2 separate regions of the Dromaius novaehollandiae genome follow, and region 2 is linked to region 1. A link is a contact called in public Hi-C data. All regions are on one chromosome and are shown on one strand. The core of a region is the stretch at or near the end of the contact, and the rest is flanking DNA. Distances in the headings are between cores, read along the strand shown.

Region 1 (5,659 bases), core at 1,116-3,615:
TTCCAAAAAACTGAGTATAAGCCTCTTTTTTTAAAAAAATATTTTGAATATATTGATAGTGTGTTTGAGTGACAGCGGTGGTCTATGTTTATACTGCATTTCTGCAAATATGTTTGGGCCAAAAATTGTGTAAAAAGCTGTGTATACTGTTTCAGAAACTAGCTTGGAGAAACTGTCCCGCTTGGCAACAGCTTTACCAAAAAAAACCCTGTCGCACCGTAAGGAATAAAGCCACAGGGGACTAATAGTCAAGAGTGGTTAATGGAGAGGAAGAATTAGAGGCTCAGGTGAAGATGGACAGTGCTTTTCCTCACTCTGCAAAGTAAAATGAATTAATGTAGCATTTATAATTTATGGCTAAAGAGGGAGGCTCTGCAGAAAGTTAGTATCTAGAGAAGCAGGGAGCTGTTTGTAGCAGGGAGTTCTTTTGAATATAGAGGGTAATGCACTCAATGTCTGACTGTTCTGTGGATGTTTTGAGTTAGAAGGTATTAACATATTTTAAAGAAGAAATGTGCTTAGCATGGAATAGAATGCTTTTAAAAACTGCCATGTAGATGCTGAATTACCACACTGGGGTGCTGCAGTCTTCTTTCAGTTGTGTTATGCAAAATCGTGAGAAACTTTCCTTGGTGTTTGGGAAAATAAGCAGAGTGTATAGCATATGAAATATAATGTTTTTAAATTACATTTTTACTGCAGTCACAGATCCAGGCAGAGAGATGACATTTAAAAATAAGTTGCTTCAGAAATGAAAACTGTATTTTTAATTCGAAAATGGAAACATATACACAAATCTGAACATTATGGATGTCATATACAGGTTTCTCCTTTCCCGATAGAAATATTTAATTAAAATAGGGCTTTTAATTTGAAATATGATTTTTCTTAGAATTTTTTTTTCTTTTTTAACAGATAGTGCCTTTGTGGATTGCTCCCAATGTGTTAACATTCTCTGGATTTGTGATGATTTTAGTTAATTATTTTCTAATATCTTTTTATGACTGGGACTACACTGCCTCAGGTAAATATCCTCATGTTGTGATTTTCAGAATTACAGAGCTGCTTGTGTCATAGGCCTGAATGATACAGCGAGGTATCAGATACCTGAATCTTCCCATTCCCTTAATGAGCATATAGGAGGATCTGCCCTCACACATGGCATTATAAATTCAGGCCATTTTATTGGAACAGCTTATTTAGTTTCATCCATAAAAATGGGTTTCAGCGTGTAGTGTTCAAAGTCTATGATAATATCTCATTTGACTTAGAGTGCGTGCCAATATTCTAATACGCAGTGATTTCTTAAACAAGGTAACTGAGAAAAATAAACACCCTAATGTTCTTCATAAAATTTTCATTAGTCTCACATTTCTTGATATCTAAATCCACGCCTGAATTCGTTAATTGTGCTTTCATTACTCCGTATAAAAAGTTTGCCATCCCCCACGGCAAGACTGCTTCTAGACAGAAGAAATACTTTCCAAACAAATCTTCCTTGAAATTATATCTTTCAAAGTCCAAATCCGTATTTTCTCCTGGTGATAGAACAGGTCAGAAGCTTTTTGGAGCTGGCCGTTCCTGAGCATAGGGAATGTTCAGACCTGGAATTCTTAGACCAGTTGTTGAAAAAACCAAAAAAGCCTACAGTAAGTATCTGCCAGGTGATTAATATGTAAAATCTTTGCTTTTCTTTAAACTAGGCAATTTGGAAAAGACTCAGCATTCTACTTTCTGGAAAAATTATGTTTGTTTTTTTGTTCCTTTTAATATCTTGTGCCTGTGATTAGGTTCGGGAGGTACTTCTTGGTGTGAACTGTTTGTAGATTTATTAAGACAGTTCTGGAAGCAGACATACTTACTAGTAGTTCTGCTTCAAAAATAATCCTGTATGAGTATTAAATTTTCAAGGGCCAGTATGTTACGTAAATATCTAGCCTCATCTTTATACACTTGGATTTTTATCAATGCAGTTGATATTTACTAAATTCTGTAATAAAATAGTATCCAGTACTGACCTTTTCATTGGATAATTTTACCATGCATGACACGTTCCCAGTGGACACGTATTGAATTTGAAGATACTTGAAATAATGATATAAAGTATGTTAGAATTTAGACTTCTATGCGTAGTTTGCAAGCCTATTCTTAATTTCACATGAAAACAGTATCCATCATTTCTCTATTGATTGAAAACGTTCATGCAACCTAACTAGTCTTTTGAGTATCATATATCAATTCCATGCACAGGATCAGAAATAAAAGCCGTAATTTCCTGGGCAGCTGTTTTCCATTCTATAGTTTGCAAATTTGCAGCCAAGAATCAGGAAGTGCCGTCTTTGCTTTCAGAACAGCAACGTGAGACATGAGTGAGAAGTGTTCAGGAACGTGGCCTTCAGTGTTGGCATCTCTCAGTTTAGTAAGGGGATGCCTCTGTGTACCGCTGTTCCCTCTTGTTCTGTGCAGGATGCTGGCAACCTGAAAGGGTTTCCCCCGTACAGCAGTTCACTGCTGGCTTCTTCCATATTGGATTATGTTTAATTTAAATAGAACACTCTTTGGAGAAAGGACTGATTTCTTTAAAAGTGCAGCAATAATCTTGGGTTATTGTTTCTAGCAGAACAATAACAGAACCTTGCATTCTGTCCAGTTCAGCTTTCTCTTCCAGGTTCATTAAAAAAATACCAGGCACATTATGAAAAGGGAAAAAAAGGGTGCTATATCTGTCTTAGCCTAAGGGCAGAGTTTTCCTGTTCAGATCTATATGGTAAAGCTGCTGTACAAAACTCACATTGGTGTTAATAAAAATGATCGTGCTTGAAAACTACAGTTTTTAATATATTCAGAATATTACATAAGCAGTAACTAATTTTTTGATGGGTAATTTCCCATGAACAGTGAAAAATTTTGTCCAGTTACTGTCCTTATTTTGTGGAGTATTGCAGTCACTTCAGCACCAAAAAGCTCTCCCTTATTTTCTTCACTTTACCATATGAGCATATTCAGGCTTGGTCGTTGTTTCCTTGAGATGTAGAGCTCACTGATGACCTGAGTTGATTGAAGGCCAAAAACAAATCTTAACTTTAATTCTGTTTTATATATTAGGCTAATCAGTGGCAGTTTGTTCCTATGTATATACATATCTTGGTTAGATTTCTTTAATCTTAACCGCTGTTATACTGACTCTCTATTCAATTTATTTCAGGTACCAGTCCTGGACTTGTTCCAACCTGGGTGTGGCTGTTTAGTTCTTTTACCACCTTTTGTGCTTATACTTTAGGTAAAGTATGCTGGAGTAATTTACACATCTGGAGTCTTCATAGAGTTTTATCTGCTAGTTCACTAATTCTGATATCCAAATGAAAAGGCATAGTGGATAAATTATTGACTTCTCTCCAAAACAGTTGTCTGATATTAAAAAAAGATTAACAACCATGAGACTTTAAAAAAACCCAACAGTTTTTAATGCTATGTAGTAGCTTATGTGACTGTAGCTCTTCTCTTTAAAGTTTGGATTCTTTCTGTAGAGGGACAATAGAAATCATTTCACAGCACAGGCCATTACTGTTGGGTTTCATAAAAATCTTTGGTACTGAACCACTAACTTTTTGAGAAGCTACCTGACATTTGCTCTAACTTTCAAGGACAGGAGAAACAAAGAGCAAAGTAGATAAAAAAGGGAATTAATGTAACCTTCTGTTTTAACCTATAAGGCACGTCAGTGCTGACAGTGTGTGTCAGGAGAGACAATATGGATGTGGCAACAGGACTGAGCTTCTTTTAGAAATGGAGTTTCTTTTTTTTTTCTCACCTGTTACTGCCTTTCTCCCAAATCAGCTTTATCTCATTTTCAGTTTTATGTTCTGATTCGCTTTTTATATCATTCCAAGGCTGTGTATTTTCACGTCCGTTGCAATTTGCGATGCAGTTCTGTGAAGACACACCTCAGAGTTCAGATGCAGACCTGAACTGGTGAAGATCTCTGAGTGAGATCCTCATTCACACGGCTATCTTGCTTTCTCTTCCAAAGCAAACTCATACCAAACTAATTTTTTCATATCGTGGTGCAACAGAGCTAAGTTTTCCTTGGACTCAAGCTGGTATATTTACATGGACTGCAGCAGGCTGTGTAAACATGTCAGCCCTTGTGGAGCTGGTTCATGTGAGGAACTGGATTGCACAATGTAGCCATATATTTGTGTACCATATTTAAGATACCTAACCAAGATATAAATGTGTACCATGTGTACTCTGTAGTGCTGTGCAAAGATACAGGCCTAGAAAATCCTGGGAAGAGTACTCCAGCTTAGCACAGGGAGTGTAGTGAGTCCAGGAGCTGTATTGTGGGGGAGATACCATTTTTGTTTTCCACGACATGCATTTAGAGCCATCTTGATGAACCAGGGTGTATTCCATTGTGCAGACATCCCTCTCTGTATTTTGAATGCCTTGGCATTTTTAGCCAAGTGCTGAATTTGTGCCAAAATTATGTTGTCCAGAATTTCTTTGTATTTCTACCATATAAATTGTCGATGCAGCCACCACTTGAAGCTGCTTGTCAGTCAGATTTTTGTAACAGCTGTCAATAATCATCATCAGAAGAAGCCTTTTCTTTTGTGAAAACCTTTTTGTAGGTGTAGGGAATTTAATGAAGCGGCTATTGTTTCATAAATAGGAATTCTCTGTTGTAGATGTTATTTGCCAGGGAGACGTATAGTTCCTAATACTCAGAAGACAAGGGATATGCTGTTGACAGTCAAAACTATAATGAACTGATGCATGTGTAGACTTTTAGGTCTGCTGTCCAAGCCACTTTATGAAATACTTAGTCTCAGATTCAATTCTGCATGGCAAAAGTTTTCCCTTTGGAAAACTGCAAAGAGCCATAATAACTAAGCAAATATTCAACTTAAATCTCTCAGTTTCTTTTTAATGACAAAGTTCTTTTCTCCAAATTCCCAAGCATGCCGCTCTTTTTTTTCCCTCTGTTAAGGTGGTTTTGTATCTTTGCCCTTTCTGTAAAACAGAATGTTCCTGGCTGTTACTTTGAATTCCACTATTTATGTTACATGAACTTTAATAAAACTGAAGACTTACAAACCTTCATGGGACAGAATCATAACATAGGAATTCCAAAGCAGTGGAAGTATGGGGCACTGTATGTCCACTATTAAACATATACTGTTGTTGTCATGAGTTACTTGAAAACTGACACCTAAAACAGAAAATATTTTCAAGACCTTAAAAAGCTAGTGAAGCCACATGCAAAACTGGGTAAATGTTCTGTGAAGATCCAGTTTCGCTTATGTGTTATACAGTTTCCATATTTCTCCTAGGTCATTATTGTTAGAAGTACTGTATTGCATGACACCATTATAAGCCTAAGTCTGTTTAGCAAAATGAAAACCCCCGTTTCACTGTGATCTATACATTTTATCATCTAATGTGAATATTCTTTTGTGACAACCTAAAATAATTCATGAATAGACCAGTTTTCTCTGATTTGGGATATGCGAAAGACCACATGTTTAGGACTGTTAAGATCCGTCTTTGCTAGTTATATTGAAGAAGCATCCTTTAACAGAATAAAGAATTTCTACATTTATAACACACGATTCAAGTAACCTCAAGCTTATACATACAATTTTCTTTCTGTAAA
Region 2 (5,503 bases), core at 1,988-4,487, 180 kb after region 1:
TCAGGTATTTGCCAGATAATTTTGGCAAATGTTGAAGAAACATACTTGACCTCATCAAGACTGATAGGGATTTTTTCTCTCCATTCCCTCTTTCCTCTGCACTGAGTTTCTTCTGTAGCTCAAAGATTTTCTTGTATAGTCCATAATTTACCTTTTTTTTTTAATAAAGGAAAGACTATCCCTTCTCTAAACAGCCCTAGGCTGCTTTTAAACTCGTTCTAATAATCTAGAAGTGGTTCCCTGCTGAACCTGGCAATATTCCTTTAACTATCAATCGTGAACGATTCTGGCGAGCCGAGCACAATAATCCTTCCCGAGGAGCGGACTGTGGGTAATATGTGCTTAACACTCCCAAATCCCAAACACAGTTCCTATTGCAGCTGAATAATCTATGTGTCCCATAGAATCTCTAATCTTTCAGACTGGATTCTTCCTAGGAAGTGGCAGCATCTGACTGCTGTAGATGCTTTAAAACAGACTGACTGTTGTACTATACATTTTTAAAAATGCCCGAAATCCTAAAGAGGTTCTTTTTAACATATCACAGTTAGCAAATGATTATTGGAATATAGATCGAAGTAGTTAATCTCTCTCTTACGCATACACACAAACACAGACACACAAACACTCAGACAGCCTCTCCCTCCCTAGAGCCTTCTCAATTTTGTATCTTTGAACTATTCAAACACTACGAAAGAAGAGAAAAAACATGAGAAACAGTGCTCTAACCATGGCTGGTCTGCATTACGTGTATATAAACAGAACTGTGTCGGTACGGCGCAGAAGGGAGACGTAATCTCTCAACCCACGCACCCACTCACAATGATATATGTCAACACATGACAGAACAGATTTCAAGCTCTCTGGTTTTGACCTTCCTAACTAGAGAATATGGGAAATAATGACATAAAGCTAGATATTTATCAAATGCAGTAGTTTTAAAATGTGATCACTGTACCTTTTATATTGCTTTTTCTCTTGAACAGAACACATTTATGTGCTTAAGAAACATTTGCCTGAGGCAGGTTAAGTATTATTTATGGATATTTTATTGTAGCCACTGAATTATTTCTCTTAGTCTTAGTTCTGGAAGAAAGTGTTCTACAATATCATAGCGGATAGGGTCCATATTTTTGCATCTCTCAATTTTTCATAGCAAAAAGAAGAAAAATGTTTCGTGTTTGTTTCTTTTCTCACAGCAAATGAGGTATGCAGCAACCTGGTATGCTGGGACTAGGAATTATGCCTTAGTAAAACATGTTTAATACATGAATTTACCAGCACTTTAGTAGAAATTTCTTGACTGCATTATGGATTCAACCTGGCCATAACGTACATAAGGAAGGCAAAGGGTAGGGTGCACGGGAAGGCAGAACTGGGCTCTTGGGGATAAATACACATCCACCACAGCAGAGGAACCCCAGAACACCACTTACATTTTGATTTGTACTGGTGAAACAAAGCAAGAATTTGCTCAAATAAAAGAATTGCAGCAATATAAATATTTTAGAAGAAAGCAGTTTAGAGAAAGAAGGAATATTTCCTCGTTCAGGTCTCATGGAGTATTTACTTTCTTCTGTATTCAACATAATCATTTAATCCGTAGTCTCAGAAATTCAAAACAGTTTAACATTTCTTGTTACTTGACAAGAGAGTGGAAAGGGGAATGAGAAACACAATACAGCCTATGTCCTTTTTCTGGAAAAGCTAAGGAAGTGTTCACCCAGACTTCCAGACTAGATTCCTGTCTAGTCTAGCCAGACTCTTCTCACAGGCTCGCAGCAAAAGGAGAAAGGACGACAATCACAAGTTGCATCAAAGGAAATTCCAACCAGATACAAGGACAAAAATTTACACAGTGAAGTGTGGTCAAACACTGGAACATGGGCTGTGGAAAATTCATGCTTGGAGATATTAAAAACTCAGTTGGATAAGGCCTGAACAATTTGATCTCACTTTGAAGCTGGCTTTCTTGCAGCAGGAGGCTGGATGAGATGCTTTTTCCACCAAAATTACTCTATGATTCTAATATCTATTCTTCAGCACAGTCTTTATTTAAAAACAAACCCACTCACAACACCTTGCTGAGGTCAGTAACAGTTCTTTATATTTTCATTAATAGAGCACTGATAATTGCTTTGACCATCTTGCACCAAAATTCCCTCTTACCACCAAATCCATTCGTTGGCATCACTATCTAGTTCTAAATGGTTTCCACTTAGCTGCTCGCCTGGAGAGCCGTCTCATGGCAGACAAATTGATTTTCATTGGTAAACCACAGCTGTTTTTTCTGTTTTGTTCTTTCTATGCAATTCCAAAACTCAAGTTCATTTGGTCATTAACCAGGAGAAAAAAGGATTCTTAAGATAGTCTCTGAGTACCTCAGGCAACCTACTAATGAAACTTACTTTGTGCAAAGGCTTCCTGCACATCTCCTCCCACCCCAGTCAGCGAGTCCTGAGGTGTGTGGGTCGGGGTGGAGCAGGCAGAGGCAGACCTGATGGGCATGGGAATAGGTCGGCTGATAGTGTGGCTGGGTGAGGAACGAGGGGAGCCTGCCCCTTGGGTCTGGAAAACAATCACAAATGGTTAAATAGGTCTTTGCAAGAGACTTGGCCTGCTGTCCTTGTCACCCATCCCTCACCTCAAAGGCATCATGCTGTTTGTAGATGAGTTGGGTTATGTTAATTTTGCTAAAAGAAACCTACTGAAGTTAGTTGTTTGCTAGGGAACAGCAACAATGTTGTGTAGAAAATAATGGGTAGGAAAATACAAGTCCACATCTGACTTTCTCGAAACTTGGGAAAATGTCAGACAGCTAAGTTAAAAAAAATAAATAAATAAATACCAAAGTATAGGCCTTCTCCCCCCATCCTCCCCCTTCTTTCACTCCCCCAGTTTATGTGCGAGTGTGATGAAAAGTAAATCATTCAAACTTTGAGAAGTGGAAAGAGGCTACCACTGAAGCAGCTTTCAGTGTGGGTAAGGAATTGAAATATTCTCTTTACTCTGAATGCTTCCATTTTAGCTCATCTGTGCACTCATACCTGAGCCTCTGCATCCTTACAGGAAAAGTTCATGCCATAAAGTTTTAAAATGTACATGCAACCTCTCAGTCACATAAAATCTGACACTCTCAATAAATAATGTAGCTTAATGCTTTTTATTCTGAGCTAGAGAACTATTTTAAGCCACTACTAAATCATACACTATTAAATTCTTCACTCTACAGGATATACTCAGGCACTGCCCAAATACTACAGGGATAGGGCAATTTAGATTCCTGCTATGGGTTCAGCTGCTGGAAGTTAAAATGTTTTAATACCAGTCATATAAAATGTCATGCTGTTAGCACCTCACAGTTAGTATCACTTAGTTGAAATTCAAACAGACTTTACAAAATAATGTTTTTTACAAATGCAGCTGGGTGAGTGATACCAAGGGACACCGTGCACTTTTCCTTGACTGCTTCAGAGCCCTTGGAATGTGTGTTCACATAAGGAAAAACAAACCCTCCAACCCAAACTAAACCACACTCCTCTTGTCAGGACTGAAAATCTGTGTTCAGTACAGGCCAGTGACTGAAATGGCTTGAGTACTTTTAAAACAGGAACTAGAACACATGCGCCTGTTTGTTTACAGTGAAAAATAACATTAAGGCTGGCGTCTCCCTCGCTCTGTGTTTATTTTGAGAATTTGGAATGATTTCTTAACTCTTTCTATGCCATTTCCTCTGATTCCCAGCCCAGATCTGATTCGGGGAATCTTCTAAAGAAGTCAATAGCAGCCCATTACAGAATAAGTGTAGCATTGCTCTTTGAGATTTTTAAAAAATCCTGCTTCTAATCATAAATAATGTATTGGAATACTAAACTATTTGTTCTTTTCTCCTCTCTCTCCTTTCTAAAGAGACATTATCACTGGAGAGACATGGTGGCAAATTAGGTTTATGAGAAATAAGCACATTACTGATAAGGGAATGGAGGAGTTAATACTTACAATTTTTTTTAATGATCAGTTTTAAAACATTTAAATGATGGATGAAAGGGAGGTTGAAAACATAAGGGCCAGAAGCTCTGCTGTTTCTGCACTTCTCTGTACCTACTCTCGCAGAAATCAAACCCTGAGGTGGCCGGCTGAGAACTCAGCCACCCTCGCTCTGCTTCCAGCTGGGTGAACGATGCTAGTCCCCCAGAGACAGGGCCCACAGCAACCTGGTGATGCCCCCAGGCCCTCGCAGGTCGTACCCACTGCACATCGGGCGGGAGATCTGGCAGCTACAGCTATCTTCTGCCGTGACCCCGACTCCTCTATGAAACGGAGAGCTATACAGTGAAGAGCTTCTTGCTCCCAGTTCTCTTCTGCTTGCCCTGTTTCCTCAGCTTCCCTTTGCCTTCGATGGCAGCTCTAGGGAACACTAACAACAGTGGGAACTTTCAGAGAAGATGAGAAAAAAATGGATTCAATTTGTTTCTATAATCAAGTCACATTTAAGGAATGAACTACATAATGGGCATTTTATTTACTAAAAATAACGGATGCCTGCCAGTACTTCTGCTCTGGAATTTTCCCACAGGAGAAATGTAAAAAACCGTTCACCAGTGCTTAGTGTTGAGTCTACTTTATAGTTATGCTTGACATCTTGTGGTTATGATAAACAATGCCCTCTTATCTGTAGCTTTCCATTTTCGAATAAACTGCTTGGGAAGCACAGAAAAAGGAAGCATTTGGATTCTCCTATCCAGCTAAAAACTTCCTGTTTTTATATGATTTGTGCAATATCGGACAGAATCGATGAAAAGGAAGTTGAAATAGGAGAATATTAGAGAATGATTTAAAAGAGGTGAGCACTTTTATTATATTTTGCTTAGCTACATCCAGTTCACTCCAAGTTGGTGGGAAGGGAACGTCACTAGGACTGGATTCCTGCTTACTGGGTGTCGGGAGAAACACGGTTTTCACGGACTAGAGCTAGCTGCTTGGAAACCTGCTAAGATAACCAGCAGTAAGCAACTCCTTGGTATTCTTAGCAGAGAAATCAAGCACCAAATTGATCCCAAACTTAGTTAACCCCACCAGCTGAGGACTAAGGCATGCTGAAAAAGGAGGAAGGGAAAGCTATGACAGACAGCGCAGAAATGTAGACAGCTTCAGCTTTTATAGCTTAATTGGTTGCAGCTGTCAATGTTCTGGTGTCTTTTAGGAAAACTTAATGTATTTTTAAAATTCACTATCCCTAGTCAACATGCTAAAGATTTTTAATTAACCCTTGCTAGACAGCAAAATGTTTATCATTATCAAGTTTCATGCATGCTTAGGATAAATTGTTTGAATTGCTTTACAGGAGTTTTAGATCATTGCTCCCTCTGCCGGAATTGAAGAGGGATCACATATTGGGAAAGTCCATCCCCTAACCTTAATAAATGAAAAAGAAATTACACATACACGATGTCCTCATTACCCTTTCTTGAGAAAGGGCAGCAGAGAAAGTTCATATGCATTA

The links. Hi-C and Micro-C count contacts between places; a contact is called where the count stands out from the background.
Region 2: a Hi-C map of liver shows a contact between it and region 1, with 6 times the contacts expected there. The contact joins two enhancer-like sites. A contact is called at or near these places in 2 of 4 Hi-C or Micro-C datasets (liver and ovary).

The regions. Positions count from the first base shown.
Region 1 is chr2:139,053,261-139,058,919 of bDroNov1.hap1, forward strand. It overlaps LOC112984826 (ethanolaminephosphotransferase 1-like), which reads left to right. Exons shown (of 11, transcript XR_010387977.1): 3 at 916-1,024; 4 at 3,206-3,280. Among named protein-coding and RNA genes, the nearest start is that of SPIDR, 29 kb to the left of the region's middle. Within about 2 kb of position 2,366, at least 1 of the 2 cell types and tissues checked has open chromatin away from gene starts, as enhancers often do.
Region 2 is chr2:139,236,039-139,241,541 of bDroNov1.hap1, forward strand. It overlaps DTNA (dystrobrevin alpha), which reads right to left. Exons shown (of 21, transcript XM_064507580.1): 17 at 2,409-2,568. Among named protein-coding and RNA genes, the nearest start is that of MAPRE2, 46 kb to the left of the region's middle. Within about 2 kb of position 3,238, at least 1 of the 2 cell types and tissues checked has open chromatin away from gene starts, as enhancers often do.